Linked DNA regions of Ovis aries: region 1 is linked to region 2. A link is a contact called in public Hi-C data. All regions are on one chromosome and are shown on one strand. Each heading gives the region's core, a stretch centred on a gene start, on an enhancer-like site or on the middle of the called end of the contact. The rest is flanking DNA. Distances are from core to core; before and after follow the strand shown.

What was found. Hi-C and Micro-C count contacts between places; a contact is called where the count stands out from the background.
Region 1: a contact with region 2 is called in a Hi-C map of hypothalamus, with 2.0 times the contacts expected there. The contact joins two enhancer-like sites. A contact is called at or near these places in 6 of 16 Hi-C or Micro-C datasets (blood, hypothalamus, liver and 1 more).

Annotation. Positions count from the first base shown.
Region 1 is chr26:36,489,697-36,495,358 of ARS-UI_Ramb_v3.0, reverse strand. IKBKB (inhibitor of nuclear factor kappa B kinase subunit beta) reads right to left here. Exons shown (of 22, transcript XM_042241397.2): 9 at 2,811-2,918; 10 at 1,233-1,362; 11 at 772-1,011; 12 at 187-301. Among named protein-coding and RNA genes, the nearest start is that of TRNAE-UUC, 10 kb to the left of the region's middle. Within about 2 kb of position 4,393, at least 9 of the 54 cell types and tissues checked have an H3K27ac peak or open chromatin away from gene starts, as enhancers often do. A contact at or near this core is called in hypothalamus, where this site is marked.
Region 2 is chr26:36,231,521-36,237,040 of ARS-UI_Ramb_v3.0, reverse strand. KAT6A (lysine acetyltransferase 6A) reads left to right here. Exons shown (of 17, transcript XM_027962617.2): 3 at 2,626-2,734; 4 at 5,325-5,440. Among named protein-coding and RNA genes, the nearest start is that of KAT6A, 53 kb to the left of the region's middle. Within about 2 kb of position 3,635, at least 3 of the 54 cell types and tissues checked have an H3K27ac peak or open chromatin away from gene starts, as enhancers often do. A contact at or near this core is called in hypothalamus, where this site is marked.

The DNA of each region.
Region 1 (5,662 bases), core at 3,144-5,643, 260 kb before region 2:
AACTGAAGATGCCCTGTCCTGCCTCTGGTGGGGCTGCTTCTCACATGTACGACTGAAGACGGCTGTCTGAGGACCGGGTGGACTCGCCTGCTTGGGGGGACCCCTCTCTTGGGCCAGGGCTCTCCCCCGAGCTTTGTCCCAAGAGCTATAAGGGATCATTTTTTAAAAAGAATAGGCCGTGCTTACGGATGCAGCTGACACTTTCAGGCTGGGGCTGTGGGGAGACCTGGCTTTCATAGGTGACCCTGCTGTTGTCAAAGAGGAAAACGAGGTCCATGTCCAGCGTTCGGCCCTCGTTCAGCTGCAAAGGGACCAGAGGCAAAATGAGGTCTTGCGGCCCCCACCCCACCGTCCCCCAAGAAACAGGAGACTACAGAGCATGCTCGGCCAGGACGTGCCAGGTGCCCACCAGGCCTCTCCCAGCGCTCTGGCCTCTACTGCCCTTGGCTGTTCCCTTTACACTTATGACCTGACGCACACCTCATCTACAGCACAGTACATTCTGCTCTATCCTGTCTTTACCGTGTCACTCAGATGCCTGCCATCTCCTTTATGGTCCAATGCCTCTTCCCCTGTGTTAAATTTGCGGCTAATTTTGTGCAATGGTCAGCACGGTACCGCACATGACGGGGTCAAAAACAGTTTCCGTTGATGTGGAAGAATGAAGCATCGCTTTGGCAGCAAAAGCAAAAGGCACTCCCAGTGGTCTGGAAGGTACAGTGCGGGGCGATTCGTGTCCCCTACCAAGTCCGCGGGATCTTGCGTTCCTACCTTGTAATGGGCGGCCGCCTGGCGCCCGCAGGAGGCCGGGCTCACCTTGCCATCGGAGAGGCACTGGGCGGCGGGCTTGTCGGGGATCAGGGCCAGCCCCGCCTCCTGCAGCAGCTCCTGGTCCTCCTCGAGGATGCCTGTGTCCTGGCGGATGCGGGCCTTCAGGCTCTGCAGGCTCTCGTCCTCGGTCACGGGGTAGGTGTGCAGGGTGCCCGTGACCATGTTCAGGACATGAAGCAGCTGCAAAAACCCGGGGGGTCACGGGAGGCACGGCTCGACGGGGACGCCTGCCTGCTGGCCCGGCTTCTCGGAGGCCCCGCCCGGGGTCCGCCCCCCGGAGTCTTTCCCCTCCCATGCGTCCCTGGAGACAACCTCACAACCCATCAGTCAGCAAGGGTCCCATCACACCCTCACAGGGGTCAGGGGGCCCATGGCCTGGGGCGGACTGGGTGCAGGCTCACCTTCAAGTTCAAGATGTCGTCCAGGGCCTTGAAGCAGCCATTGGGCCCGTAGACGGGGTCGGTGCCCCTCTGGCGCGGGTGCCACATCAGCATTAGCTGCAGCCACTTCTCCAGCCGCTGGGCCAGGACGCTGAGGGGGAGGGGGAGAGTGTGTGCACGTGTGGGCGCATGTGCGCGAGGCCCAGCGCCAGCTTCCCATCCCACGTGTGTGCGTGCGCGAGGCCCAGCGCCAGCTTCCCATCCCACGTGTGTGCGTGCGCGAGGCCCAGCGCCAGCTTCCCATCCCACGTGTGTGTGTGCGCGAGCCCCAGCGCCAGCTTCCTGCCCGACGTGTGTGCGTGCATGTGCGTGTGCGAGGCCCAGCACCAGCTTCCCATCCCACGTGTGTGCGCACCCACGCACGTGCACGAGGCCCAGCACCAGATTCCCGCCAGACGTGTGTATGTACGTGTGTACGTGCAAGGCCCAGCACCAGCTTCCCATCCCACGTGTGTGCGTGCATTTGCGTGAGGCCCAGCACCAGCTTCCCGGTGCACGTGGGTACTGAAAAACTCGCACGCTTCTCCCGCCCCACGTGACCATCGCGGTTCGGGGCCAAAGTGATCCCTGAGGCTTAACCACCCTGAGGAAGGGTGAGCCTTCCCTTAACAAGATGAATTGCTCGGGGGCTCGACCCCTGCCCCCCGACTCCCCGGATCTGCACAAACACCCTCCCGGCGGGGGCCTCTGGGCAGAGGGCCATGCGAGACCCTCCAGGCAGCTTTCCAGGCACTGAGCAGCCCCCTTCCCCAGCAGGAGCACTGCCCGACGATCTCGCCCCACACCACCAGTTCGATCCACGTTGTCAGTCACTTCCTGGGAAGTGTCTGAGGGGTCCACACCGCACTGCCGGGCGCCCCCAGCACCCATCCCTGCCCTCCAACAGAAGTCCTCCAGAGGCCAACATCGCTACCCGCTGCCTCTCCCTGGCCGCCCCCAAGTCTTTTCCCCTTGAAGAGCCTTCCTCTTCATCAACCTGCCCTGCCTATCAGTCCAGATCCTTCCAGGAAGTTCCAGCTCAGCTCCTCCACAGGGGACCCCATCCCCGTCCTCCAAAGACTCATGGAAACTGAGCCGTGCGCCTTGGCGTTGGGCTGCTAGCTGCTGTCTCCTGAACCATCTCCCAGTTCTGTTAAGATGACCTGATGGCTCATATTCTGGCTCTGAGACCAGACTGCTATGCTGTTCAAAATGCAAAGGTTTATTTGTTGGCAAAAACACAGTGCCAGGCTAAAGAAGGACAGGCAAAGAGCATAAGGGGCAATTCCCTACTCTTCAGAGGTTTACGGCTGACCAGGAGCTAAGCCCTCTGCCAGACCAAACGCCTGCAAGGCAGAGCCACCACGGGTGAGGAGGGCGACAAGTGTGCTGGGAACCGAGGAGGTGACTCCAGACGGGTGGGGTGGGGACGGTGTGCTAAGACCGAGATGGACGACGGCAGGACCAGGGTCAGAGCTGCCGCGGACGTCAGCCCCGACCCCCATCTTTAGAAAGGAAGGGCCGGCCGCAGAGGTGGAGGAGGAGAGGCCGGGGACGTACCTGTTGAGGTTGTTGGGGTGAGGCAGCGAGCTGGAGAACTTCACGGCCCCGTTCAGGTCCTCGCTCACCACGATGTCCATCTCGCTCTTCTGCCGGACTTTGGAGTGCCTGTGGACGTGGGGGGACTGTCGCGCTGTGTGTAGTGACCCTGATGTCAGCGGGCGTCCAACAGCCCCTTACACGGGTGACTTTCCACTTGACAACCAGACAGGATCCCCCAGGGGTCTACTGAACCACTTGTGAGGCCCAGCAACCCGCTGGGAAGCTTCTTTGGGAGGTTAAGGGCGTCGGTACTGCCCGGTGAGAGTCAGGAACCCGCGGGCTTGTACCGCTGTCTCCTGACCTCACCCCGGCCCATCCGGCTTGTTCTTTTACTTTCCATCTAACACAGAGAATGAAGACAGGACGTCTGCACCACGGTCCCTTCATGTACCACCTGCACACACCACGCACTTCCCTCTAAATGCAATGGCTATGCCTGACTTCTGAAGGCAAGTGAAGTGCTAACGTTTTCCAACTAGGAGACCCTTTAGACGTATCTGAAATAGTGTTTAAGGAAAAAAGATTTTAAACTGGCCTCACATATTCTCAGCGACAAGGGTGATGACAGGAGTCTGAACAACGCTTCGCAGAGAATCAAGCGCTGACAGTGAATGCACCCTTCTCTACCCGAGACCTCTGTGGGGTAGGCAGTTTTCAGCCCCCCATCCCCCACCCTCACCAGGTGAGGAAATGGCCTGCCCGAAGTCACACCACTAGAGAAAGACGGAACCAGGGGCTTGGAGCCAGGCCCAGCCGCTCCTGCTACTCTGTCTGAATGTCCGCATCCTTCCTTTCCAGAAAGACGTTAGAGATTCAGATGGAAAATGCTTTAGCCTGAAGCCTCATTGGCAGGGGGGGTAAACTGACCCACGTGGAGCACACGGAGCCTGAAGAGCCAGGGTGTGGCTCGAACCTGCCAGCCGGAAGCCACACTGTCATCACACGCGGTGGGATGGTGCTCTACAGAAACTCAGGTCTGTCCACGGGAAATTACACGGATAAATGAAAGGACACAGTGAGTGAAACGCTTACTGCTTAGGCTGGTCCTAAAATGTATTTTCAAGACTGGTCCTTCAAAGCAGCTTTATGATAGGATAATAAAGCTCAAATTGCATTTGTTCTGAAATTACTATCTATCTGCCGTTTGAGACGAGAGTGAAATTGTTGACGTTGCCTAAGGCATTACAGGCAGACCAGACAGGCACGTCTCACAGACTCTCGGGTTTCAGAGATGCGTGCTTGGAAGTGGTCACCTGGCCTCCCAGCAACGTGAGGGAGGCTGGCTCTGCAGACAGCAGGGCCATCAGGGATGGTTTCAAATGGCATTTCCTCTAGTTCTGATGGATTCTGATTCACCTTGCTATAAATAATGGAAACGCTCAACATTTGAACAGAACTGCAGTCATCCCTTGGCAAGTTAAAAACACGACGCGTGTACAGTTTGAAGCGGTCTGATTGTTAACGCAAGGAGCTAAGTCAGCGCGGCGGAGCCCAGCTCAGGGCGCTGCTTGTGCTACCGTAAGTCTCCACGGGAGGGCGCCCTCCGCCACGTCACCAGGCCCCTCGGGCACGGAGACCGAGCCTGGTTCATCCTTTCCTGTGTCTGGTGTGTAAACAGTGACCGAACTGGACTGCGTCACAGAAAGCTACTCTTCTTGAACGGATTTCAAAGACTACGTCTTGGTCTCACAAATAAACATTCTCATGATGTCAGTACCTGTGTCCTTTGAGAGAGCCTGTGTTTTTGGTACTTCCAGGAAGATACTGAGAAACGTGACATCAGCCAGAGCTGCCCCACAAAGGGGGCAGGGGGAGAGGACCTTTGCATGTTCCTGCTGGAGATGCTATTTATACAACCTTTCTGTGGAGCACGTTGTTAGTACAAACCAAAACCCTTGAACATGTGCACGATCTGGTAGGTTGATCCCATTTCTAGGAACTTATCCCAGGGAAATAACTGTGGATGGACCGGGATTTCCCGGAGCTGTTTTAGTTAAGTGTGAAAGGCAGGTTCTATGAGAGTACATATGGTAACCCACTTTGTTTTTTGAACAAACACAGACACACAGAAGAAGAGTCTGGAGACGGAGGAATGTTAGCGGCGGCGGGAGGAAATTCTCAGTGTAAAACCCTGGAGGAGCACTCACAGGGCGGCGTGCCTGCGACGTCATCACCGAGCTGAGAAGGGGTGAAATCCACCAAAGAGCCAGCGGGCAGATACATGCCCGCTCACTTGTGGGTGTACAAAACATCCCCGAGGTGGACCCAAAGCCAACAGTGCCAGGCGTCTGTGGGTCGGGGGGAACCAAGCAGGTGGCGAGGGATGACCTTTCCCTCTTCTGCTTTCTAAAGGATGAATCCCGTGAACTTAGAGCTGCTCCAAACACTAAGACTGGAGGTAAAGAATTCTGGACAATGGCACTATTGCTTCAGTTAGCGTGTGGTCCCTCAAGGAATCACTGTGAATGAACCCTAATTGGTTCAAGGGAACACTAACTTTTAAATGATGCGTTTCAGTAATGATTAACTTTTATGTATATAATGAACCACATATTAGTATTACAATTAGAAGAAAAGTTTAAAAATACAGAGTAGTTTTTAAAACCTTGATCATATTCCTTATTAGAAAGTATCTTTTCGGCAGTGTACTTGGTTCACTGTCTGATGCTTTTAAAACCAAATTTCATAGTTTCTGGTCTTATGTTTAGAACTTTAATCCACTTTGAGTTTATTTTTGTGTATGGTATTGGAAAGTGTTCTGGTTTCATTCTTTTATCAATACAGTATATTAACACATATATATGGAATTT
Region 2 (5,520 bases), core at 2,386-4,885:
TTAAGTTACAATATCATGATCAGTTGATAACAGTATTTCTCTACAGGTTCCGTGTTTTTGTTTTTTTTTTTTTTTGGTAGCTAAAATATTTATTGCTTTTATGCTTGGTCTTATGTGGTCAGAGAAGAAACACCCTTAGTGTAGTGTGGTTAGGTCAAGGAGGTGACGGCTACGCTGCCCTGTGCTCCATGTGTTTTCTGCTGTAAAGCACCTGTTGAAGTCGTCTGTCTTTTCCTGACTGACATGTAAGGGTTTTTCTGGGTAGTACTGGACATGAACATTTGTTAGTTAAACGTGCGCTAAGATCTGCCTTTCTGTGGCTCGCCTCTTCGCTTCTCTGATGGTGTCTCTCTGGTTTTCCATCCTTCTCTGTTCCCTACCTGCTACTCCTGAGGAGTTACCCGTCAGTTCCTGCCAGATCTTCCTTTTCCAGTCCTCTTATGTCTCTCCTCCAGTCATTTCGTCGGTGCCTTAATGCAGGCCCTTGTTACTCATGGCCTGGATCACATGTAGATCGTATTCCTTCCCGACCATTTCCACTTACACAGTGACTTTTTAAAACTTCAAATCTTGCTCATATCATTCCTCTGTTAAAATCTTCTAGCGGTCCTGAGAGGCTGCAGCATGAAGCTCAAACCTCATGACCTTGCTTCTGCCTTCTTAGAGGTTACTTCAAGCTTCTGCTCCTGTATAATGTCTTTCCCAGGTTTATTCCCTGGTTCTTTTTAAAGGAAGGATGTGGTTGTCTTTACCACAGCCACAGTTGTTAAAAGACAACTCCCAGCTGTTCATCTCTCATTTCATCTCTTGGCTGAGCAGTACTGTGGGTTTGCTTGTGTTGGACGTTTTTATATTGATGTACCATTGAGCTCTCTGACTAGTCTATTTCTTTTCCAGGCTTTTTCCTCCGCCAGTCCCTTACATATTGGTGTTCTTGGCTCTCCTTTCCACCTGTTGTCCATGGGAAAACCCTTCAACTGATGGCGTTACAGCTATTTTGTATGTATAGTCAGCGCTCAAGGTATCTGCGGGTTCTGGATTCCAGATTCAACTGATTTGGATCCACAGTTGGTTGAATTCAAGAATGTGGAACCCAGGGATATGGAAGGCTGACTATGACTTCTAGATTTTAATTTCCAAATCAACCTTTCTCTTGAGCTCCAGATCCATGGACATTGCTCCTTGGATGTTTCATAGGCATTTTAAGCTCTATTAAGACCCAAACTAAGTTCATTCCACCTGGCTCCCAAATCTGATTCTCTGTGATTCTGTGTTTTCTTTCAGCATCCCCTTCAGGTGTGCCGGCTCCTGTCAGATAACTCTAGGAAGCCGTTCCCTGGCCCCGCTTGCACCTCCTTGATCACCTGGTCCTTTGTCTCCCACTCTTGTCCTTCTGCCATGATACCTGTAGACACTCTGTCTGCTCTCCCCAGTGGACTGAAAGCATGTGGAGGGCTGTGTGTCACTGTCCTGCACCCTGCTCAGCGGAGTTGAGAGGTGACTGAGAGTACCTCCCGATGAAACACAGCTGAAATCAGGCTCATCGGCTCTTTCCTTTCCTCCTGACTTTCTTCTCTAGGATGACTGTCGTAGTTGATGATGTTACCACCTTTTCAGTTAAGTTGTTGTTGTTCCCTTGCTGGGTCGTGTCATGTTTAATTCATTTCCTTTTCTGTTACTTCCACTGCTGGTCGCTTTCTGAGCCCGTAGCTGGTTCTGCATTTCCATTCCCTTTTCCCCAGTCTGCCTTTTTTATTGATACAGGGCTATTTTTCTCAAGTACAGGTGATCGTCTCTTGGTTCAGTAACTTCTTGTTCTTTTCTGCAGAGTGAAGTCCAGCTTCTTTATAAGACATTCAGTGGCAGTCTTAAAGAACTGATCTAGCCTCTTTCTCTCTTGTCCCCTCACGCGCCGCCCCCCCCCCCCCCCCCCGCTTATCACAGAAACTCTATCTTTAAAGTACTAGCCTTGGCAGACTGTACATCGAAGCTCACCTTGGTTACACTGCCTGTACTGCCCTTCTCTCCATCCACTGCTGTGGAGGAACCTAGAGACTGAGGTTTAAACCTGCTTTTAACAGTTACTATCTGTTGTCTTTGGAGAAGCTTGTTAGATTACCATAACACCCATGTATTAAGTACTGGCACTTAATATGTGTTGTCTTGCTCATTCAGCCCGTCTCTTCCAGACCACATTGGAATGTATTTTTCCCATTTGCACAGAGCTCTGTTTGTCTCGTTGCGCTAATGACCTGCTTTTCATTATGATTGTTATTATTTTTCTCTTACATCACATGCCTTGTAAAGGCTAATACTATGATTCTTGTACTTAATTTAGTTGAATTTTTCATTCTTAGGTAGTTGATTACTTTGCTTAACCCATATTGGGTCATTTAGTTTCTAAGTGACCAACTGATTGGGGTATGAGTTTTTAGACCAAAGTTGCCAGTGTCAGGACCATTTGTAAAAACCCACCTACTTTGTGAGTTGGAAATTTCGGAGGGGTATACATTTGTGCCAAAGTCATATGCAACTCTTAAAGGAATTTAAATTGTGCTTCTACTGTCTTTATGTTAACACTAAAGAAAAGCCCCAGTACTGAGTGAATTGTGTTTTTCTTTGCAGCCGGTTGCTGAACCCATCCCCATCTGTAGTTTCTGTCTTGGCACAAAAGAGCAAAACCGAGAAAAGAAGCCAGAGGAACTCATCTCCTGTGCGGACTGCGGCAACAGTGGTAGGTGACCCTCTCTGTGCGTGCGGTCTCACGGGGTTTGTCAGGCAAGAGCATGTTTAGCTGGAAATTGTACGCTTGATCCTTAAGAGAGTCACATTTGCATTTGATTCTGGTTTTAGGGACCTGAGATGAGCTTCTAGATGAGGGAAGAGTTTAAATGTATACTTGAAATGTTTGATTCAGTTAACTTAAATCAGGTCTTAGTAGCTGTTTTTTTATAAGAAGTGTTCCATAGACTTCTTTTTGTTTCAGTTAGTCTTTTTTTATTTTTTTCTGTTAGTCTTTATATTTGACTATCCAGCATCTGTTCAAATCATAGCAGTCAGTTGGAAGTTATTGCTGGTTTCTTTAATAATCACTACTCACCCTTGATTTATGCCTCAGCCTTCGTGAATAGAACCAGGATAACAGATTTTTTTTTTTTTTGACATAAACTTACATATGTCACATTGAGAAACAGAGTGTTGACTGCAATTTAGTGAGCTGTGTGAAATTTTGGGCTCTAAAAAAGATTTTTCAGAGTCTCCTAATTTGTTAATTTCAGAGACATTCTTTGTCTACATTTTAAGAACTAATGAAGCTTTGTAGTATCTTTGATCATTGGCTTGATATTCAGTGTGTTATACCAGTATCAAACAGGATTTAGTCCAGAAAGCAGAAAACACTACATGCTTCAAGAGGAGAGGAATTCGATACCAGAATAAGGTTTTTGTAAGATTGTTGGAAGGGCTGAAGAGGCAAGCTCTGGACGGGCCTTGAGGCCTGATTCCCGGGCCAGAGGTGGCCCACCGGAGAGAAAGAGCCCGGTGGAATGGCAGCGGCTTTCACTCTGACCTTAGCAGGCAGGTGGCCGCTGCAGCAGCGTCCTGTTTGGTGCAGAGAGGACTCACAGGGTGTGAGCCGGCGGTGTTGCCAGGAGGGCTGCATGGCTGTCACAGTAACCAAGGAAGACCATGGATACGGTCAAGTGCATGAAAGTTGGGCATTTTCCACATTGAAAGCTAAAGTACCCCAAATTTTAAACAGTAAGAATTGTTTGAGAAAAATAATTGTGTTAAACATTTGGCAAAGGGCCAAAAGCTATGAAGTACAAAGAACGCATTTACATTTTTAAAGTCCAAGGGGCAAAGGAGATGAATAGGCCATTTATGTGACAGAAATTAAGAGTTGAGCACATTAAAAATGTTTTCCCCAAATAATAATAGGAAGACCCACCAAAGTAGCAGTGAAGTGTTATTTTATAGCTTTTATAAAACTTGAAAGATAAGAGAGCCCAAACTGGAGCTGATAAAATTGTGGTAAAAGGTTTGTACGCTGCTGATGTCACTGGATATTACATCGTAGGGCTTGGAGCATGTTTTGGCAGGGCAGATCTACCTCTCAAGCTATAGAAATGTTTATTTCATTTCGCTTGCCAATTCCTCTTTTAGGAATTTATTCTAAGGAATTAACTTAAAAGAAGGAAAGAATCTGTAATCATGAAATAATTCATTTTAGTATTCTAATAACTGTTATGGGTTAATTGTGTAAATATTTACAACAGGCAGATGATCAGGTAGGTTCTAGTGTGTCAACTCTGGAGTATAATCAGTTTAAGGAATGTAAATATAAAGTTTGCTTGAGTAAAATAATGAAAAGCAGAGCAAAGCTGCACATATCCTATAATTAAAACCATTCAAGGGCTTTAGTTAGTTTAGAAAGGAAAAGTAGAACATGAAAATAGCTCTTCTGGGATGATGAGATTACAGATGCGATCTTTTTACACTTCTGCCATTTTTCTTGGATGTTAGTGATGTTTCGATGATAAATTTATTATCTCTTAAAAAAGAAAGTTTATTGATAGAAAACAGAAAGATAATTTAACCAACCCTTTCTCTCACTGAAGAAAAATAAACATAACCAGTTTTTAGAGGAAACATAAATCTTTACGAGCAAATTGGCTATCCTGTTTTTGAGAATCAAACTGATTGTAACTCTTGAGAGAGGAACCTTTTTTTTCCTGTTACTGTTAATTCTGATCACAGTGGAAATATTGCTTAGGGTTAGTTTTATCTTGAGTGCCTTAAGTCATGAGCACATAACTCGCTTTTAAATGATGGGATTTTAAAAATTTATTTATTAGTTATAAACGTAACACATTATTGTTTAAAAAATGTGAGCACAGAAGGGTATAAAGTGAAATGTAAAATCCCTTTCCTGAAAAATATTTATAGCGCTGCATCCTAGGATGTTACAGTTGTAAACAGTTTTTGTGTTTATTCTTCCAGAAATGGCCCAGGCACATCATGCGTTCATATACATAGGACCATGTGCGCACACACAGTACTTTAATTCATGCAGCCTTAATACAAGTTTGGAGTTTTTCAGGTTTTTTAAAAAATCAAATTGGGAGGGGCTGGTGTATGTAGCGCTCATAAAACTGAACTGGAGTGTCAGGTCCTGGTGAGGCGCGTGTGGCAGGCTTCCCGGAGCTCCTTGTTTTCCTTGATGTTTTGATTTAAGATGATTCCCTTTTTTCTACAGCATTTCTTTCATACAGTTGCAGAGCGATTCTTGATTGTTCCGTTTGCCGCTTTTCACCTTTCGTTAGGTCATCCATCCTGTCTGAAGTTTTCCCCCGAGCTGACGGTTCGAGTGAAGGCCTTGCGGTGGCAGTGCATCGAGTGTAAGACGTGCAGCTCCTGTCGAGATCAAGGCAAAAATGCAGTGAGTAGCTTTGCCTTCCATTGTGAATATTCCATTTAGAAGTAGCGTGCACAGCTGGCATTTTCTTCTGTGTATGTTTG